Regions from separate parts of the Mus musculus genome. Here regions 1 and 3 are each linked to region 2. Evidence: chromatin contacts called from public Hi-C data. All regions are on one chromosome and are shown on one strand. The core of a region is the stretch at or near the end of the contact, and the rest is flanking DNA. Distances in the headings are between cores, read along the strand shown. Region 1 has its middle 60 kb from the start of Gm33892. Region 2 overlaps Platr6 (a long non-coding RNA gene). Region 3 has its middle 24 kb from the start of Gm33892.

Region 1 (2,700 bases), core at 102-2,601, 330 kb before region 2:
CAAGTAAATCTTTCCCTTTTCCTTTCCAAGTTAGAAATGGAAGCGGTGGGATTTATCATCAGAACTGCTTCAATCCGGATGGATGGTGCTGAGACTGTTTCCTCCAACCGGCACTGCCTGTCTCTTCCTTGTCACCATTTGGAAGCTGCCCTGCCTCGCCATTTTTAGCATCTCTAAGGGGATTAAGGCTCTCAGTTCATTGTCTTCAAACTTCCACAGGAGAGAATCACAAAAATACTTCAGAGCAAGATGCCTGGGAGCTCGGAGCAGACAGAAGCCCCATCACCCTCCGGACGTGCTTTCTAGCCGTCACAGGGCACCCGCACACAGCAGCTGCGTGGCAGCAGATGAAGTACTTAGCTGGACCCCTTCATTTATCAGATTGTCATGAAACCCTCTCAAACATAATGCCAAGTGCCAGTTACAGACGCTGCTTTTCAGAGTGGGCAAACGGAGGCTTCGGGGAGTGTGAGAGAACCCACTCACGCACCATGGTCCACACAGATACTAAGAAGATGATGTTTTAAAGTTGATCAGTATCTCTGGAATATAAAAGTTTCCTTTTCTTCCCTCCTTCCTCTCCCCCTTCTCTTCCTCCTACTTATTCCTGCACTCTGTTTTAACTGAGGCCTTGCAAACACCACACACACATACATACACACAAATGCACACACACATGCATACACACATACACTCACACATACACACATATACACTCACACATACACACATGTATGCACACATACACACACATACATCCATACATACACATACACACATGCATACACACAAACACACATACATGCACATACACACATGCATAGACACATACACAAACATACACAAACACACACACACACACAAATTGGTGGTAATTTGAGTGCCAGTATCTGGCTTTTGAAAAAAGTACATTTTTCTTTAACTTCTACCTTATACCTAGCAAAAGTTCATCAACAGTACCTGAAGGTTTAAAAGGTTGTGAGAAGCCAATAAACCTCCCAACTTGACTACTCCTTCCCCAACAAAACAAGTAATTGTAGCAAAGCTAAAGCAATTTAACTCCAATTATGGAATTTGTTACTGAGCTGCTCCTGATAGCAGGCAGTATAACATTCATTAAAGGGTCAGCAGGATAGGAGCCAGGAGAAACTGCTTTTGGCACCTTCTGGCCATATGCAGTTACCTCTTAGATTCGACTGAATTACAGCATCTTATCTGCAAAATTAAATTTTCTTCTAAAAAGTGAGCAAGGTGAAAAAAAATCGGCCAGTGGAGAAATGAATGCTCCTCTAAGATCAGTCCGCAAATCTGAGCCACACAGAGAGGCCACTGAAGGACTCAAGATAAGCTTATCTGAGGACACTTTCTTCTAGAATTCTGCACACTGCCCCCACAGTTGCTGAAGCATGTCGGGGATGGAGGCTGAGAGCCAGGGGGTTGTTACTAGGCTGTTGATCTCATGGAAACACACGGTGAAGCCCAGTGGGCAGACTAGCCTGCTACAGAACCCAGCGGAGGACAGCTTCCCCTCTGCTGACAAACTAGAGGCAGCAGCCTGCACCCTTGGACACCACTCAAAGTCTAGTCATGTCCCTGTAGCTAGGTACACAGACTAAGTAGCTGTGCATCTAAATAAGCACCAGTTTATGGGGCCGGGGAGACGGCTGACTCCCATGATAAGGTGCTTACCGTGCAAGCTCAAGAACCAGAACTCAATCCCTGCCCCTGGCATGTGTGTAACCCCTGTACCCGTGCTCCTGCACACACTATAAACACGGACACGAGTGCACACTCACAGACGCACACGCACCTTAAAATAAGTGTGTTTATGAGCACTACTGCTTTGAGGATGAAGCATAGCTACCCATCAAGTGCTCAGCATCACAAAGGGTCAGTGATAACAACGAGGAAGAGGAGGAAGGGATGGGGATGACTACAGAACTGGGTACCAGCCAGAGCAAACTTTCCCTTAAACATTGGATGAATTAGACTCTTGCTAAGATCCATCAAAACAAAGTATCAGTCTTCAAACAAAATGTATTTGGATAATATTTAAATTTTCATTTTCATTCTTAACTGTTTTACTTTGGAGGGAGAGAAAACGTTTCATATTTACAGTGTTTCAAATAAAGAGACAGAGAAAACATGTAACAAAACTAGCCTGTGATTTTGGCCTTTGGCTATTATATAAATATATAAAAGCCAATCACACTCTGGGGAGTGGAATGCTACAAAAATGCAAAACCAGTGAAGAGTATTTTCTGCAGCATCATTTTCTGAGAAGCCCCTGAGTGATGGTGGTGGGTAGAGAAACTGAGGCACAGAGAGTATTGAATAAACATACATTCTTCATTCTGGTAGACTTGCAGGGGGCAAAAAGCGACTCTGTGCATATATTTGGGATCATATTAGCAGTTGAACCAAATTCCGCCCCAGTCAGGTGCTGCCCACGTCTCCTTGCCGTTATCAGAACGCTTCGCCTTGCACATTTTGTCCTGGCATCTGAGCACACAGCCGAAATACTGATGCTCAGATAACATGGAGAATAAAATCCGCACGAAGTTAACACGTTAGAACTTTTCCATGAGTAATGTGCTCCCTGAGATAAGCTTTATTGCATAGAAGCGATTAACAAGTTTATGGGCTGAGTAGTTCATGTTCCCCCATGGCCGAGCCCGCTGGGGACTGAGATGGGAAAGA
Region 2 (2,700 bases), core at 163-2,662:
AGTTTGTACTTTGTGCTTAAAAACCCATTACTACATATAAACCAGACTAACTTAATGAGGTTGATTAAAAACACACAAGACACACAAACAGACACACACATAATCATGGTTGACTTCAAATGTTGGTTTTATATAATACAAACCAGTGCAGTTTTGGATAGCATTAAAAAACATGTAGATTGATAATCAAGACATTTCAACAGGTCTCTGAGAAGCATCTCTAGACTGAAAGTTCCTGACCAGATTATAGAATAGGCCAGAGTGTGGCCGAGCCTCCAGTGGTAAAGATGTTCTCATAGGAAGCTGTTGTTTGTGAGGTAGCCAAGAGATAAATGAATGCTAAGAGCATCTCAGAGATAAAGAAGGCCATTCTCCTACACCTGAAGAGGCAGCCCAGACTCAGTGCAAGTCCTAAGGGTCACTCTCAGGACAGGTAGAGGACTGTCCTTTATTACATCCTTCAAGAGATGGTTCCAGAAAGGAAGATCTGTGACGATGGAGTTAGAGACAGAGATGCAGATGTAACAAAGAAGAAAGAAGGGAGATCAATGAAGCCAGGCAGAGAGAAAGGAGAGGGGTGGAGAGAGAAAAACAGGTATTGAGCTCTTCCTACTCAAACTGTTCCAAGTCAGGAACCTGAGAGAAGGAAGAGAAGGTCAAAGAAGCTGCCCACCGTCCTGCTGAGCTGAAATCCTAAGAAGGTAGACAAGTGGACCCCACAGTTTCTTCTAGAGCTGAACTAGCCTCTGCTTTGGAACGGAGAAAAAGACAGCCCGGAGTAGTAGTGCATATTTTCTCTGTATTCTACTGTACCCGGCTACTGAATCTGTAATTATACCTAGGGCACAAATAAATGGGGAGAATTTAAAAATAGTGACAGGTTAGATTATTAAATCTGCAGATTGGTAGGATCTGGCAGCTATTAATTTAACAAAACAAAAGAAAAGGAAACAAAAAGTCTCCTTACCACTTCCTGATAATTTAGCACGAAGGAGCAGATGTCAAAACAGGAGGGGGATGCTTAGGTCACCCCAATCCTCACCAAGACAATTAATTGACACTGGCTCTGACTTCTCTTGTGCTGAGTGTTTTAGACAAGAATTGAAAGCCAACAGACCTTGCTCATTTGGCCTAAGCCAGCTCTTCATGCCACTGATTCAAGGCAGTTGCTTTTGCTTTGGTTTGATGTAGCAGGTCTTTGTAGATATCAAACATAACCAAGTCGGGAGACTTTTCCTGTGGGCCTGGAGTCCACTCTGCACTCTGAAACGACCAATGCCAACTACACCACGCTAGCCTACTCCTCACGGACCCCCACCTTCTCCTCTGAGTCATCACACAGTTCCCAGCCTGCCGTTTGTTATCAGTTGAGTCATTTGGGATGGATGTTGACAATTCGCAATGCCTTAAGCGGAGATAAGTGATGAGCAGCGACCAAGTGCAGACTCCAAAGGAGCAGAACAAAGAAACCTTTGTGTGGTGTGCACATTTTCTCTAGTAAACTGCGTACTTGTGATTAACACTGCTCTGTAGTCAAACTTTGAGGAGACGTCAAGATTATAACGTTTGCACCACACGCTGAAAATTTGTTTTCTTTTTTATTACTGTATATTGGTTAAATGAAACAATGAATGTTCAGTATGGTATTTTCTTCATCTCTATTTTTCTTAATTGTTTGAGAATTTCACACAGTGTATTTTAACCATGTTCTCATCCAGCTCCTCCCCTTAGCCCCACCCACATCCACCCCTATATCCTTACCCTATACACTCAACTTCATGTGTCCTTTAAAAAACTTTTCAGTAACCCATCAACTCCAGTTTGTGTGCTCTTTGTGTTCTTCTGGATATGGGACTGCTTACTAGAGCATGGTGAAGCCCCAAGAGTCACAGCCTTCACTAGCTGCACTAATGAAGCTTCAGGACACTGGCCTGGTGAGCTACCGTGTCAAGACATTTTCACACATGCACACTACATCCTATGGCTGTATTCATCCAATCATTACTATCCTTCCCCCTTCTTCCCTCCCTCACATCACCTTCCTTTCCCTTTTCCTTTTCCTTTTCCTTTTCCTTTTCCTTTTCCTTTTCCTTTCCCTTTCCCTTTCCCTTTCCCTTTCCCTTTCCCTTTCCCTTTCCCCTTTTCTTTTTCTTTCCTTTCCCTAATAGTACTCCTTTCTGCATCTGTACTATTTTTATGTCTATACATACAACCTGAACTTGCTCTGAATTCCTCACCCTCCTGCCTCAGCCTCCTGAGTACCCGGACTACAGGCATTCTCTACCAAGCTCAGCCATGTCTTGAATGTCTGGCTGCCATACCTGAGGAACATTGTCTGTACTCCACAGGCCCCAGGTTTGAAGATCTTTGTTAGGGCAGCTAGTGTATTCGAGTACACGGATGTGGCAGTAGCTTGGAGAAGAATGTCTTGTGGTCAAGGCTTGACACAAAAGTGAGGAAAAGGTTTACTAGGAAAAAAATCAAATCAAGCTCAGTGTGGTGGTGCAAGGCTTTAACCCCAGCACTCGGGATATCTGGACAAGTGAATCTCTGAATTCAAGACCAGCCTGGTCTATAAAGTGAGTTCTAGGACAATCAGTTCTACACAGAGAAACCTTGTCAAAACAAAACAAAACAAACAAAAAACAAGAAAAGAAAAGAAAAAAGAAAGAAAAGAAAGGAAAGAAAAAGAGCAAATTG
Region 3 (2,700 bases), core at 148-2,647, 290 kb before region 2:
TCCTTGATAATTAAAGGAATGAAGAGGGAGCCAAGAGGATGTCAATTTTTCCCATCAAATCAAGAGAGGTAAAATATTGATATCCTGTGAGACACTGAAGGTAATACTGACAAGGATAAAGATAAATACAATTTTCTGAAGAGCAATTTAGTGTATTTACTTTCTTAAAAGTCTTAAAAGCATTGTCCTTCGATTCAGAGATTCTATTTCTTAGGTTACCCTAAAGGAAAATGATAGACATGCAGAATGAATTACATCCAACCAGAGTCACATGACATCATGTCTTGGTACTGGGAACACCACCAATGTTCAATACCAGGGACATAAATGATAGAGCCACATGACAACTTGTAATGCAATTGTTAGAAGGCATGTTTCTAAAAATGACAAATGGAATCCTGGAAATGTGGGTTTTTTTTTTTAAATAAAATAAAACAAGAAGAATATAAAGCAATGTGTTCTAAATACTGAAAGAGGAGGAAGGCATAGTCAAATAAGAAAAATAATGTATCTATTAAGAAAAGGACACATGGCCCACACCAGAAGTTAACGAAAGTTTGTGGTTTTTTTTCTGTTGGAGGATAGCGGATATTTTACATATCATCTTTATATAGTTTTCTGATTTCCAATTTTTTATAGGCAGAAAGAAAACTCACAATAATTGTTCCTTTATAGATTGTTAGTGTTGCTGTTGTCATCATTTGGAGCACACAGAACGCGAAGCTGCTGCGGTAGAAGACAAGTGTTTGGAGCGGCGTCTGCCGATTGAAACACAGGCCGTATTTGTTCTTTCTAATTGGGGCACTAGAAAGCACTCTGCGAAGTTGGCCAGGATTTTATCAGTTGCCTCTCTGAAATAGTACCTTTAGCTTGTTACAACCCTCAGCAAAACAAACGGCTGCTTTCACGGAATCACGTGGAGATTGGAATAGGGTCCTCTAGGATTTGTTCTTCACTACAGGAGTTCTTGGTTAATCTGACTCACCTGTGTCTCACATCTGGGTGGATACCCCATCCACACTTCCTGAGCATCAGTCCGGAAGTGGGTTTTTACTTTTTGATTTGTTGTTGTTTGTCTTCATTGACATGGGCGCTAAGAACAGAGGCAGATGGAGAGCGTGTCCTGGAGAGTGGGTGGCTCAGCACACCAGGGCCATGGTTCCATGACGTCATCAAGCAGAGTCGGCTTATTCCAGCTTGGGCGGTGCTCGCTCCTGTTGCAGGGGGAAGAGGACCTCAAGTTTCCCATTCAACTCACCCTAAATGAGAGATGCCTTTTAGAAATGAATCAAATGTAGTCCTTAGATCATGTCAGGTATTCCACGGTTTGTATAACACGTACGCACTCACTCTCCGTTTTCATAACACAACAATCACCCGTGAACCTGCTGCCCTGCGTGGCAATCCTCCACCACCTTGTTCTTTGTTCACGCCACCCGTTCTTTGGCTTTCAGAACTCTAACCCTGTTCTCTTGTTGGCGTTTATAGTTCGTGTCTAATTTAAAGCAGGGCAGATTTTAATTTTTACTTTACAGAAAAGAGTCTCACACAACTGGCCTGTTGCTTTCCGCAGCAGGAAATTAAATTCTAAAGATTGTAGACTTAACAGTTCCTTCTCAGAGTTCTAAGGAATTGTTACTGGCTTTCAGAATGAGATGTTTTTGCTCCACTTCAGAGCAAACCAGGTTTAGTGTCTGTTTCTCAGACCCAGTGGTAGTGTCTGCTGGATCATACCTCAGCAGCAGACAAAGCCTAAGGACCAGAAAGATATGAAATATTCAATTTGGGTATTAGGTACCTGCTGATACCCTGGAAACGGGGCCTTGATTAAGAGAAGAAAGACACACATTCAATTGTAACTTACTCGCTCTCCATCAGACTTGAATGCTATGCCTGCAGACTCCTGGGGTATCCAGGGAACAAGTAAATGGCCTGATCCTTCTTATCAGATAGAAGAAAGGACCAGCTTCAGCTAATTCAAGTCCAGTTTTCCTCTGTTGTAGATGGCATAACACTCACCATTATTGTAATAAGAGTTTTAAAGCAATCTTTTATTTTAGATAAGAAAGAGAATTTCGAGAATCCTCTCTCTCTCTCTCTCTCTCTCTCTCTCTCTCTCTCTCTCTCTCTCTCTCTCTCTCTTCTTAGCCACCCTTCCAACTGCCAAGTCACAGCCTCTTTATCAGTATCTATTTCTCCTGCAACCCTGGCATCTAGGGTGCTGGAGACAGCAAGTGTAGTTTTAACCCTGTCATGTCAGTGAAGCCGTCCCTAAAGGCTGCACTCAGCTGCCCTCTGACCCACATTCATGCATTGTCTTTCCGGTTCTGATTTTGATTTAAGCTGCAACAGTTATCTGTGAGTGGGCGCTGGGCTTCCTGTCTCTGGATTTATTTTTGCTGCCCTTTGGACAATAGTGCTGGACACTGGTGTCTGAAAATATAAAGGATAATGATTAGAATAGACTTTAAAATAGCATCTGTATGTTCCAACGACTTCCTGCCAAATGGAAGACTACTTGTGGCATCCTTATGAAGGCCAAACCCTTCTCCATTGCTAGCCTTTGCAAGCCGGCCTTGGAAAGAGGTGCCGTGTATAATCTGTAGCACGCGCATCTGGGTCTGTTGCTGGCCACTAGAAATGCATGTGCTCTGGGGAAATGTGGTGCCGAAAGCAGGGCTTTATAAATTGTTTTGCTGA

Evidence for each region. Hi-C and Micro-C count contacts between places; a contact is called where the count stands out from the background.
Region 1: a Hi-C map of the G1E-ER4 cell line shows a contact between it and region 2, with 1.6 times the contacts expected there. The contact joins two enhancer-like sites. A contact is called at or near these places in 3 of 484 Hi-C or Micro-C datasets (the G1E-ER4 cell line, Th1 cells and nephron progenitors) and 2 of 115 datasets of contacts at active chromatin or transcription factors (embryonic stem cells and pancreatic cancer cells).
Region 3: a Hi-C map of the N1E-115 cell line shows a contact between it and region 2, with 1.6 times the contacts expected there. The contact joins two enhancer-like sites. A contact is called at or near these places in 1 of 484 Hi-C or Micro-C datasets (the N1E-115 cell line) and 4 of 115 datasets of contacts at active chromatin or transcription factors (cardiomyocytes, differentiating embryonic stem cells and embryonic stem cells).

The regions. Positions count from the first base shown.
Region 1 is chr10:21,510,165-21,512,864 of GRCm38.p6, forward strand. No RefSeq gene overlaps it. Among named protein-coding and RNA genes, the nearest start is that of Gm33892, 60 kb to the right of the region's middle. Within about 2 kb of position 1,352, at least 5 of the 459 cell types and tissues checked have an H3K27ac peak or open chromatin away from gene starts, as enhancers often do. A contact at or near this core is called in the G1E-ER4 cell line, where this site is marked.
Region 2 is chr10:21,838,064-21,840,763 of GRCm38.p6, forward strand. All of the region lies in intron 3 of Platr6 (a long non-coding RNA gene), which reads right to left. Among named protein-coding and RNA genes, the nearest start is that of Platr6, 19 kb to the right of the region's middle. Within about 2 kb of position 1,413, at least 53 of the 459 cell types and tissues checked have an H3K27ac peak or open chromatin away from gene starts, as enhancers often do. A contact at or near this core is called in the G1E-ER4 cell line and the N1E-115 cell line, where this site is marked.
Region 3 is chr10:21,546,739-21,549,438 of GRCm38.p6, forward strand. No RefSeq gene overlaps it. Among named protein-coding and RNA genes, the nearest start is that of Gm33892, 24 kb to the right of the region's middle. Within about 2 kb of position 1,398, at least 6 of the 459 cell types and tissues checked have an H3K27ac peak or open chromatin away from gene starts, as enhancers often do. A contact at or near this core is called in the N1E-115 cell line, where this site is marked.